Regions from separate parts of the Rattus norvegicus genome. Here region 2 is linked to region 1. Evidence: chromatin contacts called from public Hi-C data. All regions are on one chromosome and are shown on one strand. The core of a region is the stretch at or near the end of the contact, and the rest is flanking DNA. Distances in the headings are between cores, read along the strand shown. Region 1 has its middle 75 kb from the start of Gnaq. Region 2 overlaps Gnaq (G protein subunit alpha q).

Region 1 (6,159 bases), core at 3,068-5,567:
TAGGCAAGGCCATGAAAAAGTATTGCTTTGAACTTTTAATGAGTATATTATAATGAAACACTGCTTTGAACTTGATATCAACATCCTTCTGTAACTCCCATTCTATGTAACATTTTATCTCTGAGGTAATTTTCTAAAGAACTTTTTGTCTAAGAAAGTATAAAAGACTAGAGAAAAGAAATAAAGTGGTTGGTTGAATGGTTTGGTCTTGGGAACTTTGCCCCATTCACCCATCTATCCATCCACCGAAATCTATATGTCTGTTTGTCTATATGTTTGTGTGTAGGTATGTGTATGTATGTAAGCATGCATGAATACTTGTGGAGTTGATTGAGACAGATGGCTGGAATCGGCCAGAGTATAGGTGTAGTAATGTTTGAATGTATGTATGTCTGTGCATATTTACCTGTATACATCTTAATTCTTTTCCTTTCCTTCCTCCCTGGTTCACAAAGAACTAACCAGATTTTACAGAGAGGTTTCTGGCTCATTCCCCAGAGGAAGGAGCACCAGCAATAAATCTTTTCACTTATCCCCTGCTGTTTTATGATGAGGTGATAATCAGTTTCTGGCCTCAGAGGAACTCAGACAGGCAGGTCAGCTACTCCGGCAAAGTAACAAGACTTAAGGCAAGTAAACATTTTATTATTATACAGCAACCCTAAATATCGAGTAAGACCAAGTCTTACCCCAGCTGAGGCTCTTTCCCCTTCTGCTGCCTCAAGAAGAACCATAAACAAGAAAGAACTGCTGACCTCCAGCAAACGGGCACAAGGGATTGTGGGAAGGAAAGTCTTACTTATTAAAGGATCTCTTTGGAGGCTCTGGAGATTAGTGGTTCTCAAATTTGACCTTGTACCAACATCACCTAGGACGAGTTTTATACCACATATCACTCAACGTTGTCCTCAGAGTCCCTGATTAAGGAGGTCAAGTAGAGAAGTTCACCTCTAGCGAGTTGTCAGGTGCTGTGGATACTGCTGACCTGGAAGTGCTTGTCAGAACCACTGGTGTCAAGACAGGTGTTCAGGAGGATGCGCTTAGAAGCAGGGAATCCCATTTACAGACAACGGTTTTACAGACAACAATTTACAGACAACTAGACCAGGCGGTGGCTAGAAATTCGAGAAGTGATTGGATTCTGGACAGGATTCAAATGGCTATCACAGGGATTTTCAGAATTAGGCATTATGGGAGACAGAATTGAGTACAGGATTTTGGACAAAGCAACAGGATAATAGGAGTTGATAGTGAGGTGAGAAAGACTTCCAGGGAAAGTCGAGAATTCAGAGATTTGGTGCAGAACATTTTGAATTGGGATTCCTGTCAAGATACAGAAATGTCAGTGAGTCTGTTTTAGAGCAGTGGATCTCTGGGGTGAGTTCAGGTATAAAAGTAGAAAAGCAGAAAAGCAAGGCTCATTGGTGAATACTCGGTGCCTTGAAGACCAGCTGAGATGATTTTTGTCAAGAGTAGAGATAAAATGATACTCCAGGTATCGCTCCCCTCATTGGAGGTCAGGGCCCTGTGGTGAGACTGAGAAGTGGTTTCGAGGAAGGTGAGAACACAGCCTGGTGAGTGTGGACTTCCGGGGGTCAAGAGAAGCCTGCGTTTCCTCAGTTCTGGTTCACCTTGTGTTAACAGTTACAAAGTACCCTGCAGAGGAGGCGGTAGCTAGCAGCATGGCTTATAGCAGATTTTGCAGTGACTCCTATAGGTAAGTAATTCCGCCTTGGGTACAATGGCAACTGTGACGGATATCTTATGCCGCTGCGCGCTGTTTTTGTTTTTGCGACTGAAACTCACGCTCTGCACAAGTTAATCACGGACACAGGCAGAAGTCTTCCTTTCACCCCCAAGCAATCTGTCTAGTTAACTGTTTTTCTCAAAGCAACCGGTCCCATTTTTGCAAGATTAAGCTATAAATCTGAGGAACTGCATGTGTGGTCGGACGGCTGGGAACTTGTGTGGGCGCACTTGATAGATTTTTCAGAGGGCAGGGCTTTTCCTGTCCTGTCCTTTCATTTTCTGAGAGTGCTTCTTGGGAGTCTCATTTTTTCTTGAAGTAAAAACAAATTATAGAAAAGAAATGCTTCATTCATTAAGTTCTGAGCAATCCCTTGGGTTTGTTTTCATTTGCAGAGCTGGTGGCAGCAGCCGTGGTCACAGCACCAGAGGACCTGGGTCAGGCTGGCATTGGCCAGGACAGAATGTGGATTTAGTGATACTAAGCAAGGCCACAGCAATTGGGTTCTCCAGGAATCCTGAGGCTCCGGGAAGCAATGCACCTTTGGGTTAAGAGACAAAATTCTACATTAGCGACTCAGGTTAATTCGGCCAAGAAGACTTAAGAAACACAAGGTCCAGGACCCTCCCTTTGTATCCAGGTGCGAGCCAGTACAGGTCCAGCAGCTGTATTCTCCACACTCAATCTCCACTGTTCTCAGAGCAATAAGCAGGCTTGTTTCCCTCTAACAAATACAGCTGCTGGCAACTCAGGACACTGGCAGTGTGGCTGCTGTCCCCTCTCTTATGAAGATATATCTGAAGATGAGACAGTCTTGTTCAGGAGAACCTTACAGAAAAGCCACCACATACAACTTTACATAGCTGTGTGTGTGTATGTGTGAGTCACAATTTCTTGGGACTCATATTTAAGTAGGAATCATACATGAAAAATGCCACACATGATTTTTTGCTTGGAGGAAAAATTCTATAAGTAACAGCATTACTGTCCTAGATAAATCAGGTTAGGGAGATGGCCATGTGCTGAATTGCTATGGAGGACCCAAGTGGCGGGGGTCTCAGTTTGCTCCAGAAGAGGTGTGTGAGAACAGACAGCCCCATGTATGTCATTCCTCTTGGGAACTGCTCTCTGCAGAAACTGCCGAGGTCAGGTGTTACAGGGCTACCATGATAGAAAAACAAATATGCTGATTATTCCGATTTACTTTTTAAGTGAATTACTGAAGCACCGAGAGCCAAGGATGTGGTCATGTCTTATTCAGCAAACATTTTTAAAATATTTAAGTCAGTGATCTATGTGTTGGGCACATCAGTAAACAAAAGGGACAGAGATATCTGCCTATTTGGGGTTAAAAATTCTAGTGGAACGAATACCCAGGGACATAACTACTAGATTAGACAATAGTTTGGAAAGCCATGACACGCCACAGACAGGGCACAGTGTGGTAAGGGGTTGGGGGTGGGGCAGTGCTACAGAGGGGCTGGGGGTGGGGGTGGAGCAAGTTGCCAATTTAAACAGAAATGACAGAGTAGACTCTGTGGACCAGGTCATGCTGGAGTAAGTGTTTGCAGCAGCTAAAGGGTTAGGTAAGTGGATGGGAAGGTGCTCCTACCAGGCTTGTATTAGGAATAGCACAGCTATGGCCAGAGCTAGATAGACAAAGAGGAATTCAAAAGGAGCCAGAGTCGGAGAAACATTGGGGAACCTTGCCTGTGCAGGGTCTTCTTGGCCATATGAAGGACTTTGACATTTATCAGAGTAAAACCGGAGGCTTGGAAGGACATTAAGTAGAGAAATTAAGAGCTGAGAAGCGTTCTACGAAAGCCATTCTGGTTTCTGAGAATTGTCTCTTGGAAAGACAGTTGGATAAAAAGACCAAGGGGGAGGCTGAAGCAAGGCTCCAGGCGAGGAGAGGGATATGTGATGGAGCAGGGCTATGAGTGAGAGGACCCAGTGAGAACACCACGCAGTTACTCAACTGCAGTGAGAGAGAATTTCCATCATCTGAGATGAGAGAAATCTCAAATGGAAGAGGTTTAAGGAAGAAAAGGAGAACTTTGTTTTTAGACACAATTGTGGCGTCTCTCAGGCGTCCAAGTAGACATGTCCAGAAGGCAGCTGCCTGTGTCTCAAGAAGCACGCTGGTCACAAGATAGAAATGTGGGGTTTGTTGGCATATGGATAAAAGAATTCATTAAGAAGTTGAGCGCACAAGGAAAAGAAACCCAAGCATTGCTCCCTGGGGGAAGATGAGAAGACCTGGGAGATGGGTACTGAGACAGACGGAAGAAGAAGAGACAGAGGGACCCAAGGCAAATGAAAAAGGGTGTGGGTATACTGGACGCCAAGGAAAACCAAGTTAAAAGGAGGTGGTCAAATGCCAGAATTGCAGAATAGTAACACCTGCATGATAGTCTAAATGAAAAAATTTGTGCGAATTCCTAATCACAATGTTTGGTTCTAGGAAGGGCTCAAAAATCACACTTGGTATTTTTATACCTGTTCCCGAGAAAAAGAAAACAAAACCTCACTATAAAGCTGCCCAGTTCCTACGATGACCTCCAGAGGGCACTCGAGGACTTTCTTCCCTGTCAGTTTTAGGCGTGAGGTAAAATGGATTCCCAGAGCAAACAGTTCTTCATCTGAAAGGCTCGAAGATCCAATGCAGTGGGTGTCAAATGTCTGTGTGGACAAGAATTGCTTGGTCCTGTTAAAATGCTGACCCGAGCCAGGGAGATGGCTCAGTGGGTGAAATCACTGGTTTGGCACCCCTTTTGATCTGTAATCTTAGTACATCTGTGTTGAGATTCGAGGAACATGGCTGGAACCTTACCGCCGCTCCTGGATGAGACAGTGGGGCAGAAACAAGAAAGATTATGCTGCATAGTGGTGATAGGTCTCAAAGAAGCCCAGGACAAGTATCACTCAGTACCTGTGGCGCCTTCCAGCAGTTCTCACCCAGTCTGCTACGCTAACCCTCTGGGGGAGGGGGAGGGGGAGGGGGACGGGGAGGGGTGCGCGTCTGCTTTACCTTCCCGAGCCTGATCGCTATATAACTCGGCCATTTTGGCTACTCTGGTCTCTTGGCTTGGGTGCCTCTCATAGTCGCATGTTCTTCTCTTGCTCCCGTTCCCCATCTCTCTTCAGTGTTCTAGTTTAGTCTGTCAGCCATGTATAGCCTGGACTCTTCCCTCTGCATGCTTTCTCCCCTATATCTACAATAAATCTTCTAGTTATGTCTTGTTAATCCCACGGGTGTTGGGGGGTTGGATAAGGCCACTACCACAACTTTAAAGCCATATTTGAAGCAAACTTTAGTTAAATACTGGTCAGGAAGATATCTATCCGGGTCCATTTCTGGGTTCCAAGAAAATGGCCACGAGTCACACTTTGCAGAAGCTAAAACCCCACCAGGCCACTATATTTCCCATCAAATCTAATCAGGGACAAGCATACATCCTGACATATTTCCTGTCCACATACCTTCTGCCCACTCATGATCAAACACGTCCAATGTAATAGGTCAAACAAACATAAGACAAACAGAAACTTACTCTTGTCTTGACTGCAAACAGAACTCTTAACCTGCAAGGTATGTTTTTCCTGTTTCAGTCTCCCAGTAACAGGCAGGGCGAGCCGCTCCTGCCTGCTCCTGTGTTTGGTTTCACACTCCTCCTTTTTTATTTCATTTTTCTTCCATTCAGGTGGAAGGCAGGAGTCAACACCTGAAAATTGTTCCCAAATGCAAACATGCTTGCATTCACATAAAACAGATAAAGACAAATACAAAGACCATCTTTAAACATAGGTTCACAAGAGGCCCAAACTGCTACTGTCTAGAATCTTGACTTTTTTTTCTCTCCATCAGTCAAAGAATTAAAAGGCAGAGAAAAAAATCCTTTAGCATGACAAGTAGCAATGGAGAAATCTCGAATACTATTTGTGCTGGCTGATTTTTGTGTCAACCTGACACAAGCTAGCTTCATCTGAAAGGAGGGAATCATAATTGAGAAAATGCCTCCACCAGATCCAGCTGGAGGGCATTTTCTTAATTAGTGATCTATGGGGGAGGGCCCAGACCACTGTGTCATGTGTGTGTGTGGGGGGTGGTATCCCTGGGCTGGTGGTCTTGGGTTCTATAAAAATGTAGGTTGAGCAAGCCATGGGGAGCAAGCCAGTAGGTAGCACCCCTCCGTGGCCCCTGTATCAGCTTCTGCCTCCAGGTCACCGCCCTGTTTGAGTTCCTGTCCTGACTTTAATGATGGACTACAATGTGAAAGTATAAGTCAAAACCCTTTCTTCCCCACCTTGCTATTTTAATCACAGCAACCGAAATTCTAAGTCACCATTTAAGTTTCCGAAGGGTCTTCCTCCCCTGTAATAGTGTTGGTGAGTTTGGACAAAGACATGTC
Region 2 (6,112 bases), core at 3,505-6,004, 280 kb after region 1:
CCTGAGAGTGAGTGCTGTTAGCCTTTCTATCCTGCAGAACTATAGACAATGCACTGTAGACCACAAACAACAAAGCCATTCTGTAGAGGCTGGGGAGCTGATTGTTTGGTAAAGTACATCAGTCCCCAGAATGCACATAAAGCTGGGCATAGAGGCACATGCTTGTAATCTGAGAAGGTGGATACAGGCAGATGCCTGGGACTTTCTAGCCAGCTAAGCCAAGACTGTTTGGCTCGCCCCGGGCCTGTGAGAGAACCTAGCTCCCTTCTCCACCTACCTCCCTCCAAAAGGTAGATGGTAAATGCATGAGTACACACAGATACAGGGATGTGCAGGGAGAATGTTCCAGATTATTTCCGTTTAGTTGTCTTTTGGTTATTTGAAAACGTTGTTTATTAATCTCTGCAATTTTGCACAGATCTCCTTTTGTCTGTGCGAGTCTCAGCCTTCCTATTGTTTGGGGAATGAATGTCTTTCTCCTTTGTCTCCAAATAAGGAGATAAGCATGAACCAGTAGGCTAGACAACGAAGGCTATCGTGCTGCACTGCTTTCTGACTTCCCTTCCTCTCTTACGTTCCCCGTGTTAACAGACCAGCAGGCAGCCAACTGTTCTGCTGTAATCCTTTCACGGACACATTATTTCAGAGCCTCTGAGAGCCAGAACAAGACATAGCCCGCATGTATCACTGTGTGTTCAAACTAAGCTTTTAGTCTTTAACTGAGTTTAAACTCGCTTTCCAGTCTATGCCTGTACATGGTGCCCTCTCCACGATTCCTGTAAATATGTACATCTAACTGATTAGTCCTTTTGACTTGGTCATGCTGAATTCTGGTTTCTGAAACTTCCTGGTTTGGGTGAACAAAACAAGAATAAACTGACAGTTTGTTCTTGGTCTGAAATAGACTGCTCACACAGAGCAGACTTGACTGTGCTTACCTTGGTATATTATATATTCGTGAGAGAAACCTGGGAGTGAATTACAGCTTTTAAAACACAATTACTTGGTAATAAAATGATAAAATGTTTGCTACTTCTTTTTTAATTTAAAATTTTATGGTTTTATTGATCTTCATGTGCATGGATGTTTTGCCTGCATGGATGTCTTTGCACTATGTGCATGCATTGCCTGTGGAGACCAGAAGAGGGCATGGAATCCCCTGGAATTGAAGTTAGAGATGACTGAGCTGCCCTGTAGGTTTCAAAAATTGAACCCAGGGTGTGATGACGATTGGTGGTGGTGGTGGTGGTGGTGGTGGTGGTGGTGGTGGTAACAATGATGATGATGATGATGATGATGATGATGAAGATGAAGAAGAAGATGATGATGATAAAGGGTAGAATGTTTTAGAGAAGGAATCTACTCAAAGGTTACTGGGGAACTTCATTTAAGAAAAAAAAATCAGTGTTGGTCTCATAGAGTGTGATGTGATGAACAAGAGTCACTGGTGGCCACACTAATAGAGCTATATTGTTTTAGAATTAGGAACCCTAGGAATAGTCTATGGAGATGGCTCAGTAGGTGAGAGCAAGCACGAGGACCTAAGTTCAGATCTCTAGCATCTACATAAAAAGGCAGGTGTGGCTATGCATACCTGTAATGTTGGTGTTGTGAGGCAGAGACAGGAAGCTCTGTAGAGTTTGTGATGTCAGATTAGTCCAATAAGTGAACTTCCAGTTCAGTGAGAGCCACTGTCTTGGGGCAGCAGGGAGAAAATAAGTGATGGAGACCACTGACATCCTGCTCTAACTCCCACATGGCCATTGGCCCTCACACCTGTGCAATCACATACATGTATACAGCACACACATACATACATGCAGCAGTAAGACAGAAACTTACTTTCTGGGATACTGGACACTTAAGGTGTTGTACCTCAGAACTGTCCCTGACTAAGAAACAGGGAAGTAGAAAGAGTCCAGTTGTCCTGGTTGAGTCCTAGCCCCACTCACAGGCTGAGTAATCATGAACAGTGACTGTCTTTGTGTTAACTATTTTAATGTAAACACTTAAGATACTGGATAGGTCTTCCATTGCTGGAAGAGAGTGCATTCAGAAACAACCGAACGACAGAGGTTTTCCTGGTTTCAGAGGGCAGAAGGTGTGATAGCGTTCATAGTGGGGAGAACATGTGACAGATTTTTCATGGCACCAGACCAGAGAAACACAGAGATAGGAAAAGGAGATAGAGGTCTACTTCACCACCCAGACCCCACTTCTTAAGGAATCCACTCTCTTCAAAATAGGACCACAAGCTGGCAACTGGGAATTCAAAACATGAGCCTGTGGGGGACATTGCAGATTCAAACTGTAGCAGTGATGTTATTTGTAAGTAATATATAAACTACCTAGAACACAAATCTCAAGGAAATGATAGCTCACATCATCAACAATCTTGATTGGTTGGTTAAGACAGGGTCTCATGCAGCCTAAACTGACCCCAAATCCATGTGTAGCCAAGGATATACTTGAGTGAATTCCCAATTCTGCATGCACACATACTCACGAGGGTCAAAGGGAAAGAAGTTTGCTTACTGCTCAGACTGTTCTCTGTTCTCATTTTCCGCTCATGCAATGGGAGAAAGGACATGCAGACATGTGCAATTACAAGTGCATCATTCATTATCTGTTGAACTTAGGTTTTTTGTTGTTGGTTTGGTTTGGTTTTTCTCATAATTTTTTCTTAATTATTTACATTCCAAATGTTGCCCCCCTTCATGGTGCTCTCTCTATGAGTTCTTCACCCTCCTCCCCCTTGCATTTCCTTCTGAGAGGGTGCTCACCCACCCACTGACTCCCACTTCACCCCACTAGCATCTCCCTTCCCTAGAAACTGCTACAGGATTAAGTGCATGCATCCTTCCCACTGAGGCCAGACAAGACAGTCCTCTGCTACATCTGTGCCAGGGGCCACGGTCCAGCCCATGTATGCTCTTTGGGAGCTCTGAGGGGTCTGGTTAGTTGATACTGTTGTTCTTCCTATGGGATTGCAATCCAATCCCCTTCAACTCCTTCAGTCCTTCCCCGAACTCATCCATAGGGGTCCTGACCTTGGTCCAGTGATTGACTGTGAGTATCTGCATCTATCTCAGTCAGCTACTGGTAGAGCTTCTCAGAGGACAGCCATGCTAGGCTTCTGTCTGCAAGCGCAGTGTCGGGGTTCCTGCCCATGGGATGGAACCCAAGGTGGGCTGGTCTCTGAATAGACTTTCCTTTCATCTCTGCTCCATTTTGTTCCTGTATTTCCTTTAGACAGAAACATGTGATGTTTCTGCATTTTGCTTTTTCTTTAAAATTGCATTAACTGAGTTCCTCCTAATTAATCTACACTACATTAATAGGCTGTGATTTACAGCTGATCCGTGCCTTGTTTGCCCTACATTATGGGCTGGTTTGCCCAATGAAGTCATTCAGAAATTGTTATTGAGCCATGGCAGTCCTGACTGGTGGCTTAATATAAACCCCACTGCCGCATCTCCTCACTACTCCCACATCTCTTCAGTAGCTTGCCGACACATGGCAGCATGGAATCCAAACGCTTCCAGCACGAGTCCCTTCTGTGTTTCCTCTGCCTCAAATAGAGTTGACCATTGAGCCTGGGTTGCCACAACTTGTAACGTATGAAGGACTGGATTTGAAATGGCCTATTTCATGATTAAATTGCCAGTGCTTAATAAGAGTCATTTTACAGAGACACAAAGATAACCTTTCCCTTTCAGTTTTAACTCAGTTTTCAGGAAAGTAACCAGACCATTGTCAGACTAAGAGAAAAACTTGAGAAGTTTAGAGCCTCTGGCTAAAAGATACATGGTTTGGAATTTCAGAAGCTGGGTCACACATAAGTAGAGTGATTCCAGAGGGAGAGAAGGATGAAATAGTGCTTAGGGAGGAGCTTCTGTGCCCAAGGCTTGTTGTGGACTGGACAAGTTTCTGGTTTCTGTGCTTGACTGATACCTGGTCTCACTTTTGCTTGGGATTTTGTTTGGGGCAGCTTGCAGTGGGTGACTGGATAAAAATCATTCTTTTTGCTATTAGTCAATAAATGAGTCCCTGTCATTAGATGCTGTCTGTTCATTCAACCAATGAATGCTTTTTTATAAAGCTAACGCTGGCCTGGTGGTAATGGTACACACTTTTAATCTCAGCTCAGGAGTTAGCAGCAAGTGGATATTTGTAAGTTTGAGACCAGACTGGTCTGCAGAGCAATTTCCAGGATAGCCAGAACTGATACAGGGAGAAACTTTGTCTGTGAGAAAGAAAGAAAAAGAGGGAGGGAGGGCTGGAGGGAGGGAAAGAGAGAGGAAGGAAAGGAAGAAAGCAAGCAGGCAGGCAAGCAAGCACAAAAGCAAGCTAAAGCTAAGTTCAGAAGCTAATCCTTGTTTATAAATTCATACAGAAAATTTAGGCCCTCAGGTTAATTTTAAATTCTTAATATTCAGACCATATGCCAGATTCTAAAACTAACATAAAATGTGGACTGCTCAGTCTCCTTCAGTGGTGTGCATCTTTATAAGCAAAAGCTGGCACTTATTCATGTTTTTTTACCCAGATACACAGTCCTCATTAGGCCCTTGTCAGTCTGTCCTTTTTTCTGACAAGGATATTCTTCCTGGAGTCACTGTAGCCTGTATTCTTTCAGTGACTTTTTCTTTAGGTAGGGATCAAGCACCTTTTCTAAGCTCCCAGCCTGGATATACAGACTCTATGACTCCATGAGTATGGAATGGCGTTAGCTGTCCACGTGTCATCTCTCTCTATCCCCTGCCCTCCATTCCACCCTTTTTAGCATGCTTGGTCGGTTTGTTGCTGAGCTGTTTAATCTTGGTGCTGGTCTGGCAAAACGCGGAGCAGTGGGTTGAGTGCTTCCTGGAGCATAGGTCCTGGGTGCACGTCATTGGCAGGGACAAGGCACTGGTGGCTGGTGTTTTCATTGCATGCCATAAGTACTGTAATTTGTCTAAGACCTACAGCTCACTAAAGATACAGGCCTTGAGATCACCATCTGGCTTAGGGCTGCTCCAAGTGTTTAAAACAGCACTGAAGCAGGACCTGGAGAACAAGTCCCTAACTTAACATCTATAGGTAGGCTTCTTCAGAAAACATTCTCAGATAAAGATATGCCTAACAGAAGCAGTGTTCTGCTGGTGTGAGCTTTAACTGCTGGCTGTGTTACAGAGAAACTAGAGGTATGGAAGTGGCTGCAGGTCCCAAGCCCAATGTTGGGTTCTGTCTGTTGCTCATTCGTAGGCTAAGAGGAAGACTCTCCTAGCATCGAATTGAACATGGCATAAGAAGGCTCTGGAGCTTCCTGTTTGTTGAGCATTTGCCATGGTCTAGGGAATATCTATATCGATCTTCTGACTGTGCCACATCACAGTAAAGGAGTTTGAGGTTTGAATTATTCAGTATTTATTTCCTGTTAAGAACGGAGAAGTGCCTCAAAATCCAAAGGAGCCATAGTTATTACATATGTCCAAATCCTAGATCAGCTACTGTCTATGTTTGAGACTCTAGGGCCTCAGTCTACTCAGCTGTATTTGGGTTATGGTAAAGATTCACTCTGTAACTAACACATGAAATAGGACAGTCAGTGGTGCGTTGTTGGTGTCATATAAGTGATTATTATAATGTGATGATAATTCTAGATCCAGAGAGATAAAAATCTAGTACCTTTCACACTGTTGCTATTTATTCAGAGCCCAAACAGGAAACCTCCAGCTTTAGAGCATTAAAATTCAATGAATTCCCCTCATGCAGGAATTCTTTCCAGGGTCCCATGCAGGGGGGACAGATGGTTGTAGGTGGGCTGTATGACTTCGAGAGTTAACAGTCTTGATTAAGTGTTAGGCTAGGCTAAAATAGAAATTAAACCTTATGAAAACAGACCACTTTGACATAGAAATTGTTTCTTAAATATCAAATAAAAAAAGAAATTGTTTCTTTACTTTTAGGCAACTTCATTGTCTTGAGATATGTGTGTGTGTGTGTGTGTGTGTGTGTGTGTGTGTGTGTGTGTATTAAAGACAAAAAAATGCCTCTCCTGAGATGTCAGTATTCTCATCCCATTTACCAGGCTTCATAGAGAAATCTGAAAACTAAATTTTGAGCATTT

The links. A called contact is a pair of places that touch in the nucleus more often than the background predicts.
Region 2: a contact with region 1 is called in a Hi-C map of the A7r5 cell line, with 8 times the contacts expected there. The contact joins two enhancer-like sites. A contact is called at or near these places in 9 of 12 Hi-C or Micro-C datasets (the A7r5 cell line, the Rat2 cell line, Schwann cells and 4 more).

The regions. Positions count from the first base shown.
Region 1 is chr1:222,774,379-222,780,537 of GRCr8, forward strand. No RefSeq gene overlaps it. Among named protein-coding and RNA genes, the nearest start is that of Gnaq, 75 kb to the right of the region's middle. Within about 2 kb of position 4,318, at least 19 of the 93 cell types and tissues checked have an H3K27ac peak or open chromatin away from gene starts, as enhancers often do. A contact at or near this core is called in the A7r5 cell line, where this site is marked.
Region 2 is chr1:223,055,382-223,061,493 of GRCr8, forward strand. The region is part of intron 5 of Gnaq (G protein subunit alpha q); the gene reads left to right. Among named protein-coding and RNA genes, the nearest start is that of Gna14, 83 kb to the right of the region's middle. Within about 2 kb of position 4,755, at least 2 of the 93 cell types and tissues checked have an H3K27ac peak or open chromatin away from gene starts, as enhancers often do. A contact at or near this core is called in the A7r5 cell line, where this site is marked.